2 separate regions of the Zea mays genome follow, and region 1 is linked to region 2. A link is a contact called in public Hi-C data. All regions are on one chromosome and are shown on one strand. The core of a region is the stretch at or near the end of the contact, and the rest is flanking DNA. Distances in the headings are between cores, read along the strand shown.

Region 1 (6,541 bases), core at 148-2,647, 170 kb before region 2:
ATTTATGTAACTTATGGCTGTGACAAACAATGTGGCAATATCATCCTCTTTGTCATTAATTGAGCACTATAGCCTTTATTCATCAAAGGTTCAACTTATAGACACATATGCAACAGGTACAGTCAAAAAATAGGTCATACAAGATGACAACAACCTGTTTGCATAAGTAGCTCTGAAACATGTTAGCACAGGATGCAAGGTTGAATAGAGACTCACCAACGCTTACACGCGATATGTTCCAGTCTCTACACGACTGAAGCGACTCTGCAAGTGAGGTGTTCTCTGGTGAAATACAGCATGAACCATCCTGAGACTTGCCATTTTGGTTGGCAGGGTTGCCAAAGCCAGAACAACCAATAGCTTCAATCGCATCACCAGAAATCGATGGCTTCTCCAAGTCAATCACTCCGTGATAAGCATCGGATTTTCTCCAAACTGAAGTCCTAACATCTGAAGTCAGTTCCACAGATTCGGAGAACGGTTTGCGTTTATTGAAATTGGTGGAAACTTCTTGGGTTTGATTGCGCCTCGAACCCAAATCCATCTGGGGCACCAAAAAATCCTTCTTTAGCAAGACAAATTTAGACTATCTTACATGGGAGAGAAAAGAAATCTAGCTGTTCCTCTCACCAGCTTATGCTCACGGATCGAGTGCAGGCTACTTCGTGAACTGCTAGATTGCTTCCAGAAAGAAGGATAAAACTTCTTCAGATCCTCCATCTGCAAAAAAAAAAATAAAATAAAAGATATCACATCGCATTCACGTTCGTCGCCACCCAAAGTAACCTTACAGTCCAATTTCACCCAAGCTGTTAACCCTAACTCAACGGGCTTATACAACCATAAACAAGAAACCAACCTTAATTGGACAAGCAACCAAATCTCCATATCATTTTTCTGTTGTCCCCGTGGAGAACAACCACTCCTTTAGCTACCGAAGCAACGGGAAAAGCTCTAGTATATACGGAAAAACAGGAAGGCATAAAAAGAAAGGATTATGGCGCATAATAAACAGGGGGGAAAAAAGGAAACCTTTCCGTGGCGGCGATACTTCTTTGTCGCGCCTCCCCTCGTCGAGCTCGGTCTGGATCTTCTCAATTCTTTCGCGGCTGGATACTGCTGGAGGCAGGCGGCTGTCCGTACCGTCAGGCCAGCCCCTGCGGCTTCTTCTCTCTCTCTTTTTTTTTCCTGCTCCTTTCCTGTTTCTCTCTCGGCTCACATGCTCTCTTTTTTTTCACCTGCTATGATTTTGATTTACTGATGCATGGCCGCATGGGTAGTGGGAGATGGGGATGGAGATAGGGATTGATACCTCTCGTTAGTCTAATCTTCTCTAGGGGATCTGCTTACCTGTGACTGCTGCTGCATATGCATGCAAGGAGCGAGGTGGGCTTGGGGACGGAGATGCGTCAAATCTGCCACTTTAATCACACAGTTCCGGAGGAGAAAGTAGGTGCTGTTGGTTGTTACTTGTATTTTGTATTAAAACACGTGTACGGATGATCTGCGTTCCGAAAAGCCACTAGAGTTCAGTCATCGACCAATTAAAAAAATGATAATTTTTGCATCAAGGAGTCCATTTTTTTTTGTCTCAATGTAATTTTGCCGTCAATATCTAACCAGTGTTCGAAAATAAAAATAAAAACCCACGGAGATATCTCGAGTTCAGTTATTTGTTTGGTTGGTTGGATGTGCCTCCAACACTGACAGTGATGGCTGATGGTATGGTCCACTGCAGCAAATACATGGTACTACCCGGCAGGAGTATACAATAGAAAAGCAACAGAAATAATAATCAAGTGGCGGAGGACAGCAAAGGCTGGCATAGGGGGAATACGGGAAGTGTACTATCTGAACAATTTCTAGGGCGGGGCGGGGATGCTTTGCCCCCAAAAAAGCCCCTCGTGTTTTGTTCCCTCACCTCCCGTTGCTTCACGAAGTAGACGATCTCTGACGAGGTCAGCCCAAGCCAGTGTTAAGTAATGCAACCGGCAATTGCTTGGTGGCAAAATTGTTACTGTTTGGTTGCCTGTCTTTGGTGAAAGGATGGCCTTGATTGCGAAATTATTGTTTTGGTTGCCTTTCTTTGGTGATAGGATGACCATGCTGTTGTATATCCATGGAGGTGGCACTGATCTTCTCCCTTTTCCTACACGTCTACTCCTACACTTTCGTGCTTCTCTAAATAAAAAGCCAATGCACACAATTTTACTTGTACCCAGTGCCGGACGTAGTACGAGAATTCATCGATGCAAAAAACATATGACAAAATCAAATAAGACAGTAAAAAACTAGTATTATGTAATTTAAATTTTATATCAATACATGATACAAGATCGGACATGTTGGGTGGACCGGCGTCGCGATGATGGCGAGCGGGATAAGGACACCGGGAAGGGAGCGTGATTGGGCGACATCGCATCGTGTGACGTCGGGAAAGGGGCGTTAGGGCATACTGGCTCGAGCAGCGTCTAGAAGAATGAGACCGAATGAATAGATGCAAAAACTAGGCTGAGGAGGAGGACGGATGTTAGGAGGACTAAACCAATTCGACGAGAAGGCCTATAATAGGACTGTATTAGCCCACCCAAAATTTTGATTTTTTCTATACATAACAGTAAATGAACCTCATACCCCCTTTGGAATACAAGATTGGTGAAATGTAGGAACAAGAAAAATGTGTAGGAATAAATTGCTTAACACTTGCAATTCTATAGGAATTAAAAATGCGAAAACTTCTAATAGAGCATTTTGGATGCAATATAGAAAGAACACAACAATTAGAGGAAAGAGATAGACACACAAAAAAATCTCGAAGAGGTTGGACGTCAAGTTAGAAATCCTTCAAAATCACACTACAATAGGTTATTCCATAGGAATTTTTATAGGATTTGCATGACCTCAATCCTTTGTTCTAAAGGTCTTTATAGAAAAATTTTCTATAGGAATTTAATACTCTAAAATTCCTCCACTTTTTCTTTGTCCCAAAGGAGATCTAAAAGGTTATAAAATTTGAGGGGGGCCATGGCCCACTTTGCCCCCTTTCCGTTGCCCCTGCCTGTACCTCGTTTGGATATATATATATATATATATATTTGTTGGTCCCTTGTTCTCAAATGTTGTGAATCAAGAACAAGACAACACAATTGTTAAAGATTAAGGACCTTCGTCCTCCGAAGTATTATCTCCTCTCGGATATAATAATCTTCTGATGAAGGTCATGAAGGACATGCCTTCATGATTCATGAAAATAAGAATGCATAAAGATAATGAATGCAATCTATTGCCTCTTACACATATGTATTTCATAATATGCACATGATCATTAACAAATTTATATTACATTGATACCTTCGGCTTGTTCGAAGGTGTAGATGCGATAGTGATTACAATTCAGCGTGAAAAGTACGGGAGTACTATTCACCTATTTATAGGCACGGGACGCAGCCCGGGTAAAAGTACAATTATGACCTTAACACTTGTCCATAATCGTAACAAAAATCACTAGGGACTAACTAGCCTTTTCCTCTTTGGCTTGGCTCCATGTTTGATATTCGGCATCATTTTAAGGCGAAGTTGTTGTCCTTCGGTGGTAGCTTCGGTATTCGTCATCGTTGCTTCCAAACAGTATCTTCGTCTCGAGGATCTTCGACAGAGAGAGACAGAGAGAGACCTCAAAATTACTTTGCCAATGATACCTTTGTCTTGAGGACCTTCGGCGGAGAAGAAGACCTCCAACAATATTGGAGCACGAAATTAGGAATTGGAATTAGATTTCTAGAAGTATATTGTTTAGTTGCACATGGAATTGAGATTTGGAATCAAAGACTCAATTCCCTGGAATTGGACTATAACTATAAACTCACTCTCTCAATACATAGCATCACCCCTCTGTATTTTGTGGAATTGAACCACACAATTCCAAACTCCAATTCAGTGACATCCAAACAATAACATTAGAATTACATCTCATTTCAATACTATGGCTGATTTGGTATTGAACCCAATTTAATTCCATGTCCTCCAATATCGACATCGAAACAGAGCATTGGTTGAATAGCAACCAGCATGGAGGAAGGGTACCTTGTTTCAGCGCATGAATTACGAGATTCAGAAGGCTAGAGGTCCCCGCTGGGACAATTATCGAGCATCTCTCGCTTTGGCGCTTCGATCTGCGAGCATGCACACCACCTAGATCCACAGCGGCGACTGCGTCGCGCCCCCTCCCGACGCTTCTTGGTCCCGGTCCCTCTACCTCCACCGCCAACGATGGAGACGTCTACGCCCTCAAGTAGTATTATGTATCTCATCTTCTATTTTAAATTCTAACAATATTTTGCAGAATCATATGTAACTATGTAAGATTACTAGCCATAGCGTTGCGAAATATAGCAGCAACGAAGCATAGCCACCAGAGACGCTAGTCGCCACACAATTTCAGAAGGTCACGAGATTTTTCCCGATGGCCACCGGCCAGTAGCACAAGCTTGGCTCAACGAAAATTGTCACCTCCTGCGTTTTTGTTAAGCCAAAGCTTAAGAAACATCAGTGCTCTTTTTACTTTATACCAAACACGCTCGTAATATTTCTAACTAAAGATCCAAGGTGCCAGGTCCATCATCCTCTTTTTATCTATAACAGAACAAATTATGAAGTGTCACATACTCGCATATTAAAAAGGTGTTCGCAGGTCGCTATGATTTTCATTTATGCTTGAGTATAAAGTATAAAACACAAATATATTATGTTAGTTAAGTGGGTGTGAATGTGGGTTTGGATCCAACAATCACAGTTAGAGTATGCATAATTTTAACTTTTTTACCATTTAAATGTGGGGGAGTGAAACTGGTGCTTTTATAATACCACATCTTAGGGCTTGTCCGACAGTAATGTTTCTTAAACCATGGTTTTAAAATAGTAGATTTTGCGATTGTTATGACAATACAATAGTTATGGTGACTTCTAAAAATACTATCTAGTGTTTGGCTACAGCATTGTAAACAATAATATCATGTCACAAAAACTTTAGGTTCAAGTGGAGTTTCAATACTCTAAAAGTAACATGATATCTAAAATACTATGGTTTTGAAAACATAGTTTTTACAAATGCAACCAAACACCTAATGGCATAAAATACTCTAGTATTTCTATAAACCATGGTATTTCATTTTCAAACAAACCCTAAGGTATTTTCAAAACATGTTTAGTGAACGATCCTCTCCCTTCGATTTGTTTATGCCTTTTTCCATAATTAAATCTTGTCTTTCTAAGTCTTAGACTTTTTATTAGTACCTTGTGCTCCTCTAAATCACTTCTTTATGTTCATTAATTATCAACTTCTTAAAAGTTTATCAGGATTTTTAACAGTTTTTGGACCTCCCTAAAATTTGGACTCTTCATGTTCCAAAATGCCGATTGAGAAATTTATGGACCTTTTAAAAAACTAAACCTCAACTAAGATTCTAGATTTTTTTTCTAGAATTATTTTTATTTTAAAATTCAATAAATTCAAAATTAATAAAATATATTGTTTTTGCACCAACTTAAGATCATATCAATATGTATATGTCGAAGTTCTCCTTGACGCGAACGATCTAAAAGTACAACCCATTTTTCGCAGTTGTTGCTCTTATCTCCTTAGATCTAAAGTCGAGGTTTCGAATCCATACAACTACAATGACTTTTTTGACCATCTTGAATATCTCCTATGAAAACCACTACCATACCATTCGGTAACTCATGTCGTTCTCTGCACTATTTAGATATCATATAACTTTTCTTTCTTTTCTATTTTTCGATGAACTCCACCATGACCACCTACGACGAATGTTAGTCAAACTCAACTGTGCCACATGGGCTACTATTTTTAGTAGAAATGCTCATTGAAAGGGAAATGTGCCTTTGGGCAATTTCTATTATGTTTTGGTGATTAAGTGTCCAACACATTTAAATAAGCTCTCATGTGCTAAACAAAGAGAGAAGTGATAATCAAGGCAAAGGTTTGGTTCTAGACTTAGTACATTGGTTTTTGTAGCCGTACGCCGCCAAAAACTCCCGAGAGGTGCCAGACCGAGCTGAGTCTTGGCTGCTCCAGCCAAGTTCTTTTCTTCTTCTCTTTTCTGATTCTAGCACTTAGACAAATATATTAGTACACACAAAAACCAATGTACTAAGTCTAGAACCATACCTTTGCCTTGATTATCACTTCTCTCTTTGTTTAGCACATGAGAGCTTATTTAAATGTGTTGGACACTTAATCACCAAAACATAATAGAAATTGCCCAAAGACACATTTCCCTTTCAATCTCCCCCTTTTTGGTGATTTATGCCAGCACATTCAAAAGCAATGCAAAACATGCAACATTGATTCAAATTGAAGACCAAATTGTTTTTGACTCGAATTTGGCATATTTGGATCATTCTTTGCCACCACTTGGTTTGTTTTTGCAAATCAAATTCATTTTTCTATCTCTAAGTCAAACTCATTTGTTTGAGCATAAAGAGAGATAATCCAAGAGTAAAAATGATTAAGAGCCAAAAA
Region 2 (7,087 bases), core at 2,687-5,186:
TTCCACGCGTTTTTGCGCTTTGTCACCGTCGTGTGGGACCCATTGGTCAGCTTCATCCCCTCTCCTTATCTCTGCTCCGCTTCATGCGCAGGCAATTGATGCGCGGACTCCGGTGATTCCACAACCGAACCCGGTGGAGCTGCCAGCGATCTCGGGCAACGGCGCCAACGAGATTCTCGGTCATGGCCTCCTTGAGCACGGACTCCGCGGGTGTGACTGCCGTGACTCTCGGTCAGATCCGCGGCACCAGGTGAAGATTAGGATCTAGCCGCGGGGTATAAGTATTGCCGCCTCGCGCCCTTGCCCTGCTCTTCTCTCCCCTCAACTCCCATCCATCTCGACCAATCATCCACTCCCGTGACCAAGAAATCAAACCCGCAGGGAGTAGGCTGCCATCCGCCCCGAAGCCCCGTGCTTGCACCAACGATTAGTGGCTGATATTGGGTCGTGGGTGTTCGGCCATGTACGTGGGTCGTGTACATGAAGAATCATGCCCGGGGATCAAACCGAGCACCCGAATTTTGTCGCCGAACTTCGCCGCCGCCGCAACTCCGCCGCGCGCCGTGGCCTTGTCAACCTGTGCCACAATTCATGGTATGTTGGACTCCCCTGTGTTCGCCATGCCCTCCGCTTCGTGTAGCAGCACATCATGTCGCGAGTCGGTCACCGTGGCGGGGAGGGCACTGCTCGCCGGAGCACCACGCTGCCATCCCTGGGAGAGCGGCGCTCGGGTCTGCGTCAGGATTGATGACGGTCGGTTGACCGTTAGATCGGAGCGAACGACCGGGATTGAATCTGAATTTTCCCTTGGGTCGGGAAGTCCGAGGCCATCCGATGGCAATCGTAGGGTCAGAATTAGATCTCAGTACTTTAAATCAAGACCATCGATCCTCAATCCGGTGGCCCAGAAAACCAACTGGTTCAGTGTTTGGCCGATCTAATCCTAGCCCTTGATTTTGATCCAACGGCTCAGAACTACTGATACCCCTTCGCCCTGGAAGTCTTTTAAAAGAACCCCTTCAGTTTTACGGAATTAACCCGCAGTCCTGCGCTGTGGGCACTGAGTCACGGGAATTCTTGCGCAGAGGTCCTTGTCTTAACTGTTATTTGAGGAGCAGTCCAGGGAAATGGGAAATCAGAGAAAATGAGTTATAAAATGAATTTCTTATATAAAAACAATTCCAAACTCTTGTTAAATCCATAGAAAATTCATATTAAGTCTAGATGAGCCCGTTCCAATTTCTATAATTCTATAATATTATTGTTTATCACATAGTACCTCTGATTTGACATGAAAGCCAATTTAAAATCTATTTTCTAATCTAATCTTGTACAAAACACATAAAATCATTAGAAATTCATAACTCCTTCGTTTTAACTCCGATTTGATCCGTTCAAGTTGCGTTAGTCTCGTAGAAACACGTAGATCATTATTATTCAGTTTGTACTTATGTTTGGTGTGATGTTAATTTTGTATATACCATGTTTGTTTGTATTGCTACGATTAGCAGTGCGGTTGCGAGTCACCCGAAGTTCATCCTGTCACCTGGAATCTCAAGTGCCAGGCAATTTGTGCCCTTGATCACTTCTTTTACCCACTCATGTTCTAATTAATCATAATGATCTGCATAGGTTAATTTTGATGGGACCTAATAGGGTACCCTAGTTTGTTTATCCTGAATACCTTGTTTAACCCCTGAATCACTTGGGTAGTTCTGCTACAGCTTTATATGGTTTTGGGTTAATATTTCATTATATCTATGTTCCAATTATGTTGTTATTTTATTTATGTTCATGACAAGATCATTAAATGTTAATTGGAACATAGAGCTTAACTTGAGAAACACGTGCCACCACAAGGGTTTATGGACGCCCTTGGCTGATTAATTAGGAAAGCTAGTGGAGGACTACCTTACCCGAAAGGGGCAAGGGCAGTAGGGGAGTGGTCAGTGTAGGGAGGCCCTCGGGAGGATTTTGCTGTGATGGCGGTCCTGCAAGGGATTCCTGCATTGGAGCTTCCTATAAACTGTAGCGGGTTTTCTGAAGCTAGTGGAACTTTGTAAAGGCCTCGTAGTGTTACCCTGCCTCGCCTCCTCGGTAGAGGTGTATGGGAAGTCGCGATCCCTTGGCAGATGGGTAACATGACTTGTGGGTAAAGGGTACCACCTCTGCAGAGTGTAAAACTGGTATACTAGCCGAGCTCACGGTCATGAGCAGCTCAGGACTCTCTGATGATTAAATTATGGAACTTAAATTCAATTTGTCATATGCATTGCATTGCAGGTGATGTTGTTACTTTTGTTCTACTACTTAATTGGGTTGGTATTTACTTACACTTAGTAACTGCTAATAAAATTTTGACCAACTTTAAAAGCAATGCTCAGCTCTAACCATCCTCTTTGGTAAGCCTTACACTTCACGTGAGCTCCCGCCTTTGGCGAGTTCATGCACATTATTCCCCACAACTTGTTGAGCGATGAACGTATGTGAGCTCACTCTTGCTGTCTCACACCCCCCCACAGGTCAAGAACAGGTACCCCAGGATGAGGCGCATGGAGGATGCTGCGATGTGTTCGTGAGAGGTCTAGGTCGTCGTCTCCCAGTCAACTTTGGGTTGCTGGACCGTTGTCTCCTTATAATGTAATTATTTATTTATTTTGTATAGAAATCTTATTATATAGTAAAGATGTGACATTCGATCCTGTGCCACTATGCATCATATGTGTGAGACTTGGTCCCAGCACACCTGGTGTTTATGTTCGCGCCCGAGTTTTTGACCCCTAAAATCTGGGTGTGACAGAAGTCTAGCTTCAAAGGAATATTTAGCACCTAGATGTCCTCCCAAAATAAAGTATTATTGCCATTATTAACTTAAACAGTAAGCCCCCAATTCACAATCCCGCTTGTTTCCAGCAACTCTTTCCAAAAATTGGATCCATTATTGAATTCACATTGTTTTAAGGATTTTCTTTTTAGATATTTCTTTTGCAGCAGGCTAAGACACAACTCATCCTTGTCAGCTTTCAGTAACGTCCTACCTAGTTATCTAGAAATATGCATCATTCATCAATCTTGCATTCAAGATACCTAAATCCCCATGGTCTATGGGTATAGACATGGTCTCCCACTTGGACTTGGCCATGTGATATTTAGATTAAAATGGTGTTTGGTTTCTAGAGACTAATTTTTGTCTCTCCATTTTATTCTATTTTAATGTTTAAATTGCTAAATGCGGAAACTAAAACTCTATTTTAGTTTTCGTATTTAGTACTTTAGAGACTAAAATAAAATAAAATTGATGGACTAAAAACTAGTCACTAGAAACCAAACACCCTCCTAATTATTAGCTCAAAAACTTAGATCTAACTGAATCCATTTGTTGGGAGACACCTTTTAACGTGTACGTTCTCATTGTATAGATAGGAAGCTGCTCAAAGATGTACTGTTATAGTTAAAATCAATCTACCCTCCTGATGTCATGGATTTCCGCTTCCCAAGGTTGTAATTTATTCCCATTTTATCTGTAACTTCTCTATATGTCTGTCAGAATCCCCAACTTGACAGTTTAACAGATTAACAATTCTCGGCTGCTCTTCAACATTAGACCCCCAAGACTAGAATTTCAGACTTACGATTGAATTGGATATTTACCATTACAAAGAAAGGAGTTCATATATTTACCATCAGACTCAGATGATCCATAATTTACAGACACAGTGATAATTATAATAAGGAGACAACATTTTAAGTGGCAAAATACTAATTATTCTCTTATCTTGTCTAGCTAACTACTCAAATCAATGTAAGAGAAATTTCGAATTTATTATCCATTGATCATCAGTCTCCTAGAATAAAAATGGTATCATTCCTCCGGTGCGGGCTTCATTCGGCATCAGACCCAAGAATGGAATGTTGTTGCTGGGCTGGCTACAGTACAGTACAGGTGCAGGCTTCATTCCTCCAGTGGCGGCGGACAACGCCGAACAGACAGAAGAATACTGTAGAGAAGATCGTCGCACCCACCGGAGGACGAGACGGGCCCTAGGCACACCACGCAATCAGCCGCCCCGCGCCCCCGCCCGCGGTTGGCGATGTTGCCGTGACGTCTTCCAGGGAGGAGAAGCCAACATCACAAACTCCACGACGAATAACTGGCAGTAGAAGCCGAGAAGGTAGGCCCGCTCGTTCCAACATCACAAACTCCACACGGCTCTCCTGTCTCCGCTGCCCGCTCCACCTCCCTCCATGCCGTCGGCTTCCCTCCGCCTCGCCGTCGTCGGCGCGGGCGCGGCGGGCCTGGTTGCCGCCCGCGAGCTACGCCGCGAGGGCCATGCGCCCGTCGTCTTCGAGCGCGCCGCCGCCGTTGGGGGCACTTGGCTCTACACGCCTCCCGCCACGTCCTCCGACCCGCTCGGCGCCGCGGCGACGCATTCCAGCCTCTACGCATCGCTCCGCACCAACCTGCCACGCGAGACCATGGGCTTCCTCGACTTCCCCTTCGCCGCTGGCGCCGCGGGCTCCCGAGACCCCCGCCGGTTTCCCGGGCACGAGGAGGTGCTCCGCTACCTGGAGGCGTTCGCGCGCCGGTTCGACCTGCTCCGGCTCGTCCGCTTCGAGACGGAGGTGCTCAGTGTGAGGAGGGAAGACGGAGGGAGGTGGGCTGTGACGTCGAGGAAGCTCGGGGATAAGGGGAGCGGCGAGGAGGAGTTCTATGATGCCGTCGTGGTCTGCAATGGTCACTACACGGAGCCACGCCTCGCCGTCATTCCCGGTAATTTTGCCACAAATATAACCTGTGATCGCGTTAATTTGAGCTTCTAAGCACGGATAGGATCTGGAATGAACTGCCTGACCTGTGACTCCTCCACGGCAACCTCTTCCTGTGCGTGCTTGCAATGTTTGGACCATCCATGAAAGTGGATAGTAATCTATAACAATTCATAGCCATTGCAACTTCCAGATGATCTTTACCTTCAGTGATCAATTCTTACACTTACCGAACTTCGACAGGGGTAGATGCTTGGCCAGGGAAGCAGATGCATAGCCACAATTACCGTGTGCCGGAGCCATTCCTTGATCAAGTGTGTTTCCTCCCAGTGATGTATGCTCCCATTATGCATTCCCGTGGTTAACGAAGACTATATTTGCAACCACAGGTAGTGATCATAATTGGGGCCTCGGCAAGTGCAGTTGACATTTCGAGAGACATCGCAAGCATGGCGGAAGAGGTACATATTGCTGATAGATCAGCACCGGCTTCCACCTGTAACAAGCAGCCTGGCTATGATAATCTGTGGCTTCATTCCATGGTAAACTACCTTTTATGAGTTTATCCTGGTGAATCAAGATATGGAAGCTTTTATCTACTGGAGGAGCTGCCACAGTTAGTGTTGTGGCGAATCTAATGCTCGGGCTGCAGATTGACCATGCGCAGGAGGATGGCACTGTGGTGTTCCAGGATGGCAGCTCAATCAAAGCTGATGTTATCATGCACTGCACTGGGTATAGTGATCTGCAGTATCACTTGCATCCCGTTTCCTACAAAAGCATGCCATTTTGCGTTAATTTGGAATCTGATAATGTGCTTCTTGCATTTGTATGTTGCCTAGCTACCTGTATGACTTTCCATTCCTTGGAGATGACAGCACTATCACCGTGGACGACAACCGTGTCGATCCACTATACAAGCATATTTTTCCACCCGAAGTGGCACCTCATTTGTCCTTCATCGGATTGCCTTGGAAAGTCAGTTTTGCTGCAAATTGATGCCCCAGTTAAGATGCACCTGTAACCTACCCTGTGAAGCTCAAAGATCTTGAACATTCCAACCTCTGTTCTTTCCAGGTTATCCCCTTCCCACTGTTTGAACTCCAAAGTAAGTGGGTTGCTAGAGTTCTATCAGGACGGATTAATCTTCCATCCGAAGACAGGATGATGGAAGATGTGAAGGCTTTCTATTTGAAACTAGAAGCACATGGATGGCCTAAGAGATACACACATAATTTTGCAAATTACCAGGTAGCCTGGAGATGTCTGTCAATACTTAGTTAAGATTTATCAGCTGACCGCAGTCGTCTAATATTAAGTTTTCACTGTTGATACAACTGAATTTTTCGTCGTATATATGCATATCTTTATGTGCAGTTTGAGTATGATGATTGGCTCGCTGAGCAATGTGGCCATCCACCAGTCGAAGAATGGAGGAAGCAGATGTATGCTGTAACTTCAATGAACAAGGCAGCTCGTCCTGAGAGTTACCGTGATGAATGGGATGACGAGCATCTGGTGGCCGAAGCAAATGAATACTTCAAGAAATTCTTGTAAATTCTTTCTTACTATTCTCATCCCATATTCTTTCGGCATACCCGAGGCTGATCTCAACTGCAATATGCAAATATGAATAACCATTTAACTATTTTATGTGATGTGGATTGGATACACTTCTGGGTTAGCATTTCATCGATGTATATATATGAGACTGTTCTGGTAGTAAACAATCTTGTAGTAAACTGTGGATTGGTCATCAATTAACAATAATGATTAAAAAAATAATGGGAAAACGCAAACGAAATAAAAAATTGCACCAGCCGGGAATCGAACCCGGGTCTGTACCGTGGCAGGGTACTATTCTACCACTAGACCACTGGTGCTTTTGTGATATTGCTTTTAAATACCCAAAGCTGATCTGAACTGCAATATGCAAATATGAATAACCATTCAACTATTTTATGTGATGTGGATTGGATACACTTCTGGGTTAGCATTTCATCGATCATTCGATCGATGTATATATATGAGACTGTTCTGGTAGTAAACAATCTTGTAGTAAACTGTGGATTGGTCATCAATTAACAACAATGATTAAAAAAATAATGGGAAAAAGCAAACGAAATAAAAAAAATTAAAAATTGCACCAGCCGGGAATCGAACCCGGGTCTGTACCGTGGCAGGGTACTATTCTACCACTAGACCACTGGTGCTTTTGTGTTGTTGCTTTTAAATTAGTTTTAATTATCTGTTCATCAATACATGTTGATAATGCTTCATTATACCTACATAGTACGGTAACACAATGGCAATGCCATCT

What was found. Hi-C and Micro-C count contacts between places; a contact is called where the count stands out from the background.
Region 1: a Hi-C map of leaf shows a contact between it and region 2, with 7 times the contacts expected there. The contact joins the promoter of LOC100278787 here to the promoter of LOC100284450 in region 2. A contact is called at or near these places in 13 of 25 Hi-C or Micro-C datasets (bundle sheath, ear, endosperm and 4 more) and 2 of 3 datasets of contacts at active chromatin or transcription factors (leaf and seedling).

Annotation. Positions count from the first base shown.
Region 1 is chr1:90,297,846-90,304,386 of Zm-B73-REFERENCE-NAM-5.0, reverse strand. It overlaps LOC100278787, which reads right to left and starts at 1,397. Exons shown (of 4, transcript NM_001151950.2): 1 at 1,033-1,397; 2 at 631-720; 3 at 217-544. The coding sequence starts at 720.
Region 2 is chr1:90,132,298-90,139,384 of Zm-B73-REFERENCE-NAM-5.0, reverse strand. It overlaps LOC100284450 (disulfide oxidoreductase/ monooxygenase), which reads left to right and starts at 3,936. Exons shown (of 7, transcript NM_001157345.2): 1 at 3,936-4,771; 2 at 5,011-5,081; 3 at 5,157-5,309; 4 at 5,420-5,502; 5 at 5,610-5,745; 6 at 5,845-6,018; 7 at 6,145-6,494. The coding sequence starts at 4,246. The coding sequence ends at 6,324. TRNAG-GCC (transfer RNA glycine (anticodon GCC)) reads right to left here and starts at 6,980; the gene lies at 6,910-6,980. TRNAG-GCC (transfer RNA glycine (anticodon GCC)) reads right to left here and starts at 6,650; the gene lies at 6,580-6,650.